Linked DNA regions of Mus musculus: all the other regions are linked to region 1. A link is a contact called in public promoter capture Hi-C data. All regions are on one chromosome and are shown on one strand. Each heading gives the region's core, a stretch centred on a gene start, on an enhancer-like site or on the middle of the called end of the contact. The rest is flanking DNA. Distances are from core to core; before and after follow the strand shown. Region 1 holds the start of Catip (ciliogenesis associated TTC17 interacting protein). Region 2 overlaps Tns1 (tensin 1). Region 3 overlaps Tns1 (tensin 1).

Region 1 (3,667 bases), core at 418-2,917:
GGTGGAAGTCAGAAATAGGCCCATAGTATGTAATAGGAAAGATGAACAGCTGTAAACCTCAGAACGGAACACAGGCTGGAAGCTGGGAACAGATTCTCTGAGAAGGCTGTTAGGCCCAAGTCATCTCCCATGTTTAGACAGGGCATGGCCCCACAGAGGAAGTTTCTGAAGGGACTGGGTGAAGAGGATAGAGCCAGATTTGGAGGCTAAATAGTGACAGGCTCTGGGAAAGGTCAGGTCACGTGGCTCTGGGAAGTGGACCAGGCTTTCAGGCCGGAGGAGGCCAGTGGGCTGGGCTCGGTTTGTGCATCCAGACAACATCAGCAGCAGTAATGGAGGTGACTGGTTATCAAACCAACCGTGTGTGGTGCAGGTTCGGGCTGGTGGGATATGGGAGTGTGATATTCTCCAGAGGTCCCTCCCACCCTCGTAAAGCCCATGTTCTGGCTTACCCTGGAGCAGGGGCAAGGCTGGGGGAGGCTGGGAGTAAATACCTTGATGAACTCCTGACTGTGCTGTTCCATCAGCTCCAGATTGTTGTTTAGGTAGCCTGGGGTACAGGGAGGCACTGATGTCATAGGATGGACGCTAGGGAACGGGCTGGCCCAGGCTGGGGCAACGTGGCCATGGGAAAATGACAGGGTGGTCAACACTGTTCTTGTCCTGGGTATGTGACTGGGAATGACCTCCCCTCCTCCTCCCTCTCCTCTCCCCCTTCCTCTTCTTCCCCTCCCCCAGGCTTTACCCTCTCCCAGGTAAGTCAAGGGGCAGGTCCCAATTAAGGACCTATGGATTGGAATGGGGGTGGGGCGTGGAGAGAAGATGTGAGGGACAGGCAGCAGTCAGGGCTGTACCTAGGAGGGAGCTCCCACACAGCGATTTGTCTAGGAAGCCGCGGCTAGAGGCGTGGACCAGTAGACAGTGGGTCAGGATCCCTATGTCGTCCTTGTACTTCCCCCTCTGCACCTCAATGGTCAGTTCTCCCTGAGGTTCCCCTGTGTCTGAGAGGATGGCCAGAGTCTCCGGGAAGAACAGGAGCATATCCTCCAGCCCTGGGTGGTGCAGAGAAGCTGTCTCTCCAGGCCCAGCCTCTAGACCCCACACCACCCACTCACCCCTTGTCACGTCTCCCATCTCCTAACCAGCCCCGTCACTCCTCCTTGTCATCACTCGGTGCCAGCTGGTAAAGCTCTCCCCGACAGGCTTGTCCCTCCATGTTCATTAGCAAACAGGTCTTTTCTGAATCTCAAGAGGATCGGGTGGAGAGAGAGACTTGTACCTCTCCTCCCCACGCCTGCCCCACCATCTGGCTCACAGAAGGAGTTGAGAAAGCTGATGGCTTCAGCATTGGCTTCTGGGAATGGCTGCTGCTGCTGCCGCTGCTGCTGCTGTTGCTGCAGCTGGCCTAAGTGATGCTGGTCCTTGGCTTTGGAAACTACAAGAGGAAGAAAAAGCTAATAAGTCAGACTCTAGAGAAAAGGGTAGAGTAGGTAGGGATACCTGGTTCTGATCCCCATCCCCAAAAGTTAAATTTGCGAAGACCACACTTTGGTGGGTTTGCAAGGGACAAATACCCCTTCTCCCTCCACCCACAGACCAGAAGTCCATTCCTCACCAGTGGGGGAAACTTTGGAAGACATTTTATTGAGGCTAGTCAGTCTGTGACTAGTAGTCTCCATGGCAACCAGAAAGCTAGGTACTGCCTCTTAAAGGGCAATCAACCCACTTTACTGAACCTAGATTTGTCAAGCTTTGGGGCTCAGCCCAAGCTTAAGAGGTTGTCCAGCAGAGGGAGCCTTTGACATTCTTAAGAGGCTGAGGGAAAGCAGGTCTTTACAACTTCCTTGGGAATTCATGGACGAAGGGGGCTAGAGAGGTGGCTCAGCGGTTGAAAGCAGTGGCTGCTTTTCCAGAGGGCCTGGGTTTGAATCCCAGCACTCACAAGATGGCTCACAACTGTCTCTAGTTCTGTAGGATCCAACACCCACTTCTGGACTCCATGGATACCAGAGACATACATGGCACACACACAAACATCCAACAAAACACCCAAATATATAAAATATAATAATAATAATAATAATAATAATAATAATAATAATAATAATAATAATAATAATAATACAAAGAAGTAGTAGACTAAACCAGAAGTAGTGACTTGTGCCCATAAACCGGGCACTCATGACTCCTGGGCCGGACCTAGGCTCACACACAGAATCCACTTCAAGGTTGGACAACTGTCTTTGTGTGCTACAGTCCCAATAAAAACAGTCTCCTATCTCCTGAGCCTCAGGTTCCCATTCATTGCCTTTACGATGGTGGGAAAGCCTTCGCACTCAGTAGAAACTGTTTCTAATTCCCAGGTTCACCAAGGCTGTTCATCTTCTTTTCTGCAAGCTGCAACTTTCAGAGGGGCCTCTGTGACTCACCTATGAGCTTGGATGCCTCCTCATCTTACTGGGACTGTCATCATTGAGGCATGTAGGCATAATGATGGTCACGCTGAGAGGGACAGCAAAGTCTTTTCTCTTTTGTCTTTTTTGTTTTCCTTTTTGGTTTTTCTTTTTTCTTTTTGATTTTTTCAAGACAGGGTTTCTCTGTGTAGCCCTGGCTGTCCTGGAACTCACTCTGTAGACCAGGCTGGCCTCGAACTCAGAAATCCTCCTGCCTCTGCCTCCCAAGTGCTGGGAACTTTCTTTGTTTTTAAAGATTTATTATTATATCTAAGTACACTGTAGCTGTCTTCAAATGCACCAGAAGAGGGCGTCAGATTTCATTATGGATGGTTGTGAGCCACCATGTGGTTGCTGGGATTTGAACTCAGGTCCTTCGGAAGAGCAGTCAGTGCTCTTAACCACTGAGCCATCTCTCCAGCCCCTTGTTTTGTTGTTTTGAGACAGGGTCTTATATATCCCAGGCTGACTTCAAACTTAATGAAGCAGAGAATGACCTTAAATTTCTGACCTTCCTGTCTCTTTCTCCTGAGTCCTACAATTACAGGCAGGCGTGTGCCACCATTCCCAGGTTATGAGGCACTGGGGGAATCGAGCCTAGGGCTTACTATGTGGCTCAGGCTGTCCTAGAGATAGTTATTCTGCCCCTGCCTTCCGAGTTTTGGGATCACAGGTGTGCACTACCATGCTTGGCTGATGTAGGCTATGACCTCATATGGAGGTAATATGTGGGTTTTATGGAGAAGAAAACTAAGGCAAAGAGAGGCTAACTGGCTTCACTCGTCACACAGCTAATCCTTCACAGCCAAGACTTGACCAGAGGCAGTCAGACTGAGTCTGCATTCAGGCAGCAGCTGGATAGGATGGTGCTGGGTTGTGATTCTAGCACTTGGGAGGGCTGGGCAGGAAAATCAGAAGCCCAGGTCATCCTCAGCTACGTATTGAGTTTGAGGCCAGTGGGTTGCAATGCGACTCTGTCTCAAAAACTGAAAATAAAACCAGGAAGTGGTGATGTACACCTTTAATCTCAACACTCAGAGGCAGAGGCAGGGGATCTCTTTGAGTTTGAAGCCAGTCTGATCTACAGAGTGAGTTGCAGCATAGCCAGGGCTACACAGAGAGACCCTGTCTTAGAAAGAATTAAGCAGCAAGGAAGTAATAGGTGGTAGAGGAATGGGTGGGAGAGGAGTGGGTGGTAGGCGATGCCGTGAATG
Region 2 (3,667 bases), core at 322-2,821, 370 kb after region 1:
AACAACTGAAATTTCACACAGTGGGTTCTGACCTCATCTGTCCTGGAGAGGGAATACACAGGGTTTCTAGGAGTGGGCCTGGGGTTGTGACTTATCTATATGTGCCTGTCCCCAGGGTTTATTTTGCTTGCTAAGTGGGTTTTTAGAGAGGGGACCTTGGCTTCTATTTTGGATTCTGGTGCCTGTCATTATGGGATGTTAAGCAAGCAACAGACTGCTCTGGGCCTCAGATCGTGTGTCTGAAAGTGGACATCTGGCTTAGGCATGCTCTGTGGACCCTGCCAAATAGCAGCTCTTTTCATTTAGTGTTTTGTGAAATTAGAGAGGACTGAAGGAGGCCTTGAGGGCTGAAGGCCACTGGGAAGCCCCACTTCTGCACACTTTAGACTTCTCTCAGAGGGCCGGGAATGGGCAGTCTGTGTATCCAAAGGACTGTGAGCATCAGGGGACCCTTTTCTTTCCTGACACCCTGTCAGCCTTGAACTGGCCTTGGAGGGGAGCTGAAGGGCTAGGCTCAGGCCTTTCTGGAAGCTTTGAGATCACAGTCTCACGTTGTAAACCTTGGCACACCCCTGTGAGGACAACAGCTCTGGGAAAGGGACATTGCTTGCCTAAGACCCTACTTTGAGCCTAGGTCCCAGGTCATGCCCTTTGCTTGTTAAGCCTTGCCTGTCAGCAGGACTGGTGGGCAGGACAGGAACGGAGGCCAGGCTGCTGGTGACTGTCCCCATATTGTGCTGACTGGCTTGATGGAATTCCTAGGCTTTCTTTTCTTGCTTGTGTCTCAATCACAGGTCCTGGAATTCGGCTGGCCTGACCTGCACACACCGGCCCTGGAGAAGATATGCAGTGTCTGTAAGGCCATGGACACCTGGCTCAATGCAGACCCCCACAATGTCGTTGTTCTCCACAACAAGGTCAGAGCAGGGGCTGTCCACGTGCGCATGTACCTGTGTGTATACAACTGCATGTGCACACCTGCCCGGGTGTTCAGATTATGTGATTGTGCTCACCCACCCATTTGTGTTTTCCATTCCAGAACATGATAGCTTCTGCCTAAGAGAATACCGCCAACACGTGGGGGCAGGGCAGTGACCTATGTGTCTAGCGGTGGAGGGTGCACTGACTTTTCTGACTCCCATCCTCCTGCCTCCCTCCCCAATGTTCCTCTTTCTGCAGAACAGCACCCTTCTCTCTTACCCTTGGCCCCTAGGCTTTGGGGTGGACTTTTGACGGCAGAGCCTCTTTGACCAATGATTGCTTTTTGCCTCTTTCAGGGAAACCGAGGCAGGATTGGGGTTGTCATTGCAGCGTATCTGCACTACAGCAACATTTCAGCCAGGTGAGAGGTCAGCTGTCTTTTATCCCAGCTTCTGTGCTCTGGGCGTTGATGTGGGGACACCCCTCTCCCACCTTGAGGCAAGGAGCTGCCCTCAGATGGAGGAGCAGGATGGACGAGAGGTGCAGGAGCCCCCAGAGATAGACACAGTGTCCTCCAGCTCTGAGGCAGCATGGAAACAGCTGGCGACAAGGAAGAGCATCCCCTCCCGTGTGGAAGACACCCACACAACAGCTTTGAGCGGCTTATTCTCCCTCAGCTGCCTTCTGTTCCCCTCGATGATCCAGGAAGGAGTCAGAAAGAGATAACTGCATCAGAATTGGACTCAGGGGACAATCTGGAAGTTACTCAAGCCCACGGCGGGGATGTCTTTTGGCTTGGGTATTTGGAAGAAAGAACAGGAACCAGCCAGTATGCAGATTCCATTCTGACACCACTCAGCACAGAGGCTGAAGGCTTGTTCATCTAGCATGGCTACCCAGAGGCTGCTGTGTCCAGGACCATGTTATAATGGCGCTTGAAAGAATGTAGAGGTTACAGCCCAGGGCCTGCCCTGGAGGACTTCAAATACCAATCAAGTCTCTCAGCAGCATCCATGGTTGTGGCTATGCAAACAGACCAGAAGTGACTCGGGCATGTGGCCGGGGGACCTGTGACTCTAAAGGCATAAAGAATTTCTGTAGGTCTTAGAGAGGAGCTGTGGGTGGAATAAAAGGGTCTGGTGACCATAGAGTCGGAGAAGGCTTGGGGACAGTCAGGTAACAGAGAACAATGGCTTTGGTGGCCTTAACAAGGACTTTGCATTTACTCTAAACAGGACTGAAAGTTGTTGGAATACCAGAATTATCTCTGTATGCTGTGTAGAGGGTTTCAGTGGTCCTTGTGTCTGCTGAGTGGACATGTATACACCCATGGCTGGCAAGCCCTTATGGCTATCACCTCATCCAATCTCCTTTAAGCCTCGTTTGATGCAAGGGATGAGGTTTGATGGAAAGGATTACGTCCCCGGAGCCGATTAGTAGCAGTCTAGAGATAGGTGCCCAGGCCGCCAGGTTGTAGAATCCCTGGCTGAGTCCTGTGCCACACAGATTGAAGATGCTTGAGCATGCTCTTCCTGAAGGCTTCTCAGTGTAGCATGTTTTGAGGAGGGGTATGACCTTCCACAGTGACCAGATTTGGTTGAGGGGCTGTACAAGCCTGGGGGGGTGGGGCTCTGAGGAAGGGGACAAGAGGCCCGTGAGTGTAGGAGTGGGCTTCTTTGACTGTCTTGTGTCTCCCCACAGTGCTGACCAGGCTCTGGACCGGTTTGCAATGAAGAGATTCTATGAGGACAAGATCGTGCCCATTGGCCAGCCATCCCAGAGGAGGTGGGTGCCTGGGACCAGCCCAACCTGTGCTTTCCTGTGGTGGATACTGTGCCTTGTTCACTCTCAGGGGGTAGACAGCTACTTAATTGAGGGTGTGTCAAGCATGGGCATTTAGCCTGCAGTGACACAGGTATGGTGGTGCCCATAGGTTGGGGTGTCAGTTGGCTTCGGCAGCCTCTAGCAGAAAACATGCTGTTATGGCATGACTGTAGGGGAGCAAGCCCCCATGTAAGGAAGACACATGCTGTTCTTGGTTGGCCCTGGTGGCAGGGTCATTCCAGCCTGTGGATGAGTACACATACATTGATGTCCCTAATGCCTGTCCTGGGAGATCATAGGTAGCTCTATAAGAGACACCTTCTCTCGGGAGAATTTATAATGTTTTGCTAAGGGCCCCAGCCACACATTCTTACTGGAGTGTCATAGTAATAGCCCAGACGGAAGCAGGACCAGATGGAGTCATTCATTGCCACAGTTGAGGAACTCTGCTGTAGCTGTGGGTACTGGGACATCCAGGCTGACAGAGCAGAGTCCCTTCCTTTCCCTGAGGGAGCTGTGGTTCTTTTTAGAGTATAGGCATTAAACAAGTGAAAAAAAAAAAAGCCAAAGGGAGAGGGGGGAGAGTTGGAGATGAAGAAGGACAGAGGTTGGGGGAGAATACAGAGAGGCAGAAACAGAGGGATAGGGAGAGAGGGCAGAGTAGAGAGAGAGAGAGAGAAGACAAGAGAAATGGAATAGAGAAGGAGAAAGAGAAAAAGGAGAGAAAGAAGGGAAGAAAGAGAAGACCCACTCTGGGGAGTGCTCTGGCATGGAGGGTGATGGACAGAACTGGCTGTTTTTTATGGAGACAGCCTGGAATCTCTGGTGGAGATGACTTTGAAGCCCTACCTGGGCCACTGATGATATCCAGGGGACCCTTCTTTTACGGATGAGACACTTGAGGTCAGGGTAGAGCCAGGGC
Region 3 (3,667 bases), core at 693-3,192, 280 kb after region 1:
AGGCCCTTAATTGGGGGCCCAAGAGGGAGGCAACTCTGTGTTGTCCGTGAAGGTGAGGTTTGGAGGAAGAAGCCTGAGAGCAGGCACTAAGACTCCCCGACTAAGGGCTAGGGGACCTTGGTGGCCGGGTCACAGGGAGAGGGTAAAGCCTATCTCAGCTTTTGGCCATCCCATCTCCCAGGCTGCCCAGCTCTCTGGCTAGAAGACTTCTGTCTTTTCTGGCCACCCAGAGCTGTTTAGCCTCAGAGGAGGGCAGAACTGGGGGTTTTCTCACAGTGGGTGGACCTCTTTAGCACACAGCCCTTTGCCTCTCTGCCCCTCGAGGAAGGGAGTTGTCTGCAAGCAGTTCCTCCCAACCAGGACCAAGGCCTGGCTAGAGCCCCTGATGGTCCAGCCAGTTGTGCCACACCCTCTGGCTGGCTGAATGGAGAGAGGGAAGGGCTGAGATGGGCCAAGGCCTTAGGCTTTGAAAGCCCTCTGCTGCTGGGGCTTGAGGGCTGGGGAGCAGGGCTTCCAGCTGGATCCCTTCCCTGCTCCCTTGCTCTGACTCTGGCTTGCAGGGAGGTGGGACAGTGCTGGAGCCACCAGGACACCCCTCCCTTCATTGTGGCCATGTCTCCTGCCTCTGGGCTTGCCTGTTAATCCAGGGAGGGCAGGGCCTGGCTGTGCCCCATGTGGCTGTCTGCCGCCTGTCAGGAAGACAGCAATCGTTGTCCTAACAAGCCACCGTCCTTGGATGGCACTGCATGTTTTATGGGCTTGTGGGCTTTATGGGGCTCACTCTCATCCTCTGCCTGGACCTGGGGAGCAGTCCCAGATGGGCGAGCGGGGCAGGGTGAGCCAGACTTAAACACCAATCTGCTCTTGTAGCAAGCTCTGACTCTGGTCTGTAGGGTTGAGACGTCCTTGGGTATCAGAGGGAGGAGGCTAACCCACCCTAAACCATCTCCACCAACATCCTGTGACATTAGAATCCACGTGTTGAGCCTTTCTATAGCATCCCTGGATACCCTACTTCCTAGTGTGGGAAGCTGAGGCCTGCTTCTCATTGGGGATGATGGAGCTGACTTTTCCTCACACAGATTTTTATAGTCTGTCCTTAGGGGGCTAACGTGTCCTCATATTCTCTGCTCCCCACAGCTGTCAGCACACCCCCTCCCTCCGCAGCTCGAAGCTTCGCCTTGTACTGAGGTCCAGAGAAGGTTGTCAATGCACTCGGCTACACAGCCCCAGTGTATTCCAGGCCTGTTCTTCCATCAGAGCTAGATGAGGGGAAAGTCACCCAGAACTGCTTAGAGGAGGTCAGAGTCCTGGAACCACCCATTAGCCCTCCGGGTCCACTGTGGGCAAGTTTATAGACTCAGGTTTTCCAGGACAGATGGGACAGTGGTATCACAGTCCCAGGCATGAGTCTGGATAGTCTCTTAACAGCCTGGAAGGCGTCACTTGCCCCCTCCTACCCACTAGGCTGTAAGGACTCCAGAGCTCTGGGAAAAGGGACTTTTCCTTAGGCTTTGGGAAAAGGGCTGGACTTGGGGGTATAGGGAGGGGAGTTTTGGAAGGTTATCTAGAATGTCAAATTCTGTTTCTTTAAGTGGGGAGGAAGAAAGAGGCCTGGGACTTCCTGCCTGCCTCCCTCACATCACTCTCCAACTGGACTGCAAGTTCCCTCTCTGTTCCACCTCCCACCCCACACCATGGCTGGGGCCCCTCCCCAGTATGTCTGACAAAATTGACCAGGAAATCTGACAACCAAACTCTGAGATGAGAAAGTGGGAGGAGAGACAGCAGACTGGAAGGGGATGGAGGCCCCTACCCTCACTGAACCCAGGCAGTAGACTGGAATGGTAGACTCCTGGCTGGAGCTGGGGGGTATTTAGGACCGGCTCGGGGAGTGCTGCTGCTCAGTATGACCACCAGGAGGCGCTGCTGACGCCTTCAACCTCTTCTTGCTTTGCTTTTACCTCTGCCCTGGACTTGTCTGTTTGCTCTTGCCTTTCACCTAGTCTGCCTGGCTATCTTTGATTTCAAAACAATCTTAAGCTTCAGAATGGTTGCAAACTCACTCGGCACAAAGATCTTTCCCTCCTGAACTTTGGGGGAGCGAGTTGCTGCCCCCCACTCGACTTTGAATACCTCCTTGACCTCACGAGGACTCCGTTTCAGGGGACACAGAGGCCAACATCAGAGGTTGATGGCATGAAGATGCCACTGCCTTCTAATTCTCAGACACTGTGGTGTCTCACTGGGTGTCCCTGAGACGTCCTTAAGGCCACCACAAACATCTAGTTCAGAATCAGCCACTGCTTTTAGCTGCCGTGTCTGGAGTCGCCTCCTGTCTGGGAATCTCTGTCTTCCCGTGACTTTCGTAACCTTGTCACTTGTGAAGGCTCCGGGCCATTTCATTTGTAGACTGTGCCTCAGCTTGTGTCAGCCTGATGTTTCCTCTTGATTGGATTCAGGTTGTGGCTTTTGGCAGGACTGTCAGAGAGTGATACTCTACACTTGGTCAGCCATCCCACGGGTACCACTTCCATTCATCTCGTCCCGGGTGACAGTAACTTACTTTGATCACTTGATTGGCATCTGTCCGGGAAACCTATCTCCCACTTTATTTCTGAGGCAGCTTCAGGTCTGTCTCCGGCTGACCTTGAACTCAGGCTGTTGGGATTACAGCTGTGCCTCCAAACCCCGTTTCATCCTTTGTAACTTATTTGTACAATGTGGGGAGGAGCTTGGAGACTCTATTCTGTTTTTAATCTTCCACCACCTTTTGATTTCTTCGTTTATTATTTGCCTCACAATGAGCTCTTTGAAGCCACGGCTATCATTGTGTCCCGAGCCTCAGCTCTTCCCTGATGTGGCCTTTGGGAGCTCCTGGGTCCTTCTGTCTGTCCCTCTTTGTTTCCTGGTTCCCTCTTAGCTGTGTGCCTCTATTCATGCTTGCTCTCTGTGTACTCATGGCTTGTGCCTTTCTTTTTCTCTTCCCTTATCTTCTCTGTGGCTTGTCTCATTCTCAGACAGCTTCCTCCTCCTCCCTCTGTCTATTTCTTCCTGTCTCTTTGGCTTGCTGCCTCTGATCCAGTCTCTTATTGCCTGCATTTCTCTGTGTTTTGGTAGCACCCAGAACCTCCTCCGTGTTGTCAGATAGGAGCCTGTGTTTGCTTAGTGTGTGGGCCACTCTTCCTCCTCCAAGCCAAGTTGTCTCCTCTGGCCCTGGCTCAGAGCTGGGAGGCTCAGGGACAAGGTGTGTGATGAGATCCCTCTGCACACTGCAGTGTCCACGACCTGGCCTGGGTGTGTGCCCAGAAAGGGCTCCAGCTGAGCCTGTTCCCTGGAGAGTTCCTGTAGAGGAGGGACCTATGTCAGGCAGGGCATGCTTCCTCGAGGAGTCCCCAGGGTGGGAGACTCTGTAGTCTACGTGTGGAATGAGCTGTACAGCGGGTCGTGCCTGTGCAGGGCTTTATGTTCTAGATCAGTGGTTCTCAACCTTCCTAATGCTGCAGCTCTTTAATACAGTTCCTCATGTCTTGGTGACCCCCAACCATAATTTTTTTTTTGCTACTCCATAACTGTAATTTGGTACTGTTATGGATCATAACGTAAGCATTTGTATTTTCTGATGGTCTTAAGTGATGACTGTGTAAAGGTCGTTTGACCCCTCAAA

The links. Promoter capture Hi-C pulls out the DNA fragments that hold promoters and counts their contacts.
Region 2: a contact with region 1 is called in a promoter capture Hi-C map of hippocampal neurons, with 2.1 times the contacts expected there. The contact joins the enhancer-like site here to the promoter of Catip in region 1. A contact is called at or near these places in 2 of 39 promoter capture datasets (the 3T3-L1 cell line and hippocampal neurons), 1 of 484 Hi-C or Micro-C datasets (cerebellum) and 2 of 9 other capture datasets (adipose tissue and embryonic stem cells).
Region 3: a promoter capture Hi-C map of liver shows a contact between it and region 1, with 1.9 times the contacts expected there. The contact joins the enhancer-like site here to the promoter of Catip in region 1. A contact is called at or near these places in 3 of 39 promoter capture datasets (liver, neutrophils and pre-B cells), 1 of 115 datasets of contacts at active chromatin or transcription factors (pancreatic cancer cells) and 2 of 9 other capture datasets (embryonic stem cells and liver).

The regions. Positions count from the first base shown.
Region 1 is chr1:74,360,135-74,363,801 of GRCm38.p6, reverse strand. Catip (ciliogenesis associated TTC17 interacting protein) reads right to left here and starts at 1,667. Exons shown (of 10, transcript NM_001379457.1): 1 at 1,616-1,667; 2 at 1,280-1,435; 3 at 855-1,052; 4 at 495-550. The coding sequence starts at 1,640.
Region 2 is chr1:73,989,350-73,993,016 of GRCm38.p6, reverse strand. It overlaps Tns1 (tensin 1), which reads left to right. Exons shown (of 33, transcript NM_001289895.2): 10 at 795-917; 11 at 1,278-1,342; 12 at 2,623-2,706. Among named protein-coding and RNA genes, the nearest start is that of Gm39664, 40 kb to the left of the region's middle. Within about 2 kb of position 1,571, at least 16 of the 459 cell types and tissues checked have an H3K27ac peak or open chromatin away from gene starts, as enhancers often do. A contact at or near this core is called in hippocampal neurons, where this site is marked.
Region 3 is chr1:74,081,291-74,084,957 of GRCm38.p6, reverse strand. All of the region lies in intron 1 of Tns1 (tensin 1), which reads left to right. Among named protein-coding and RNA genes, the nearest start is that of Gm31637, 12 kb to the left of the region's middle. Within about 2 kb of position 1,942, at least 98 of the 459 cell types and tissues checked have an H3K27ac peak or open chromatin away from gene starts, as enhancers often do. A contact at or near this core is called in embryonic stem cells, liver and pancreatic cancer cells, where this site is marked.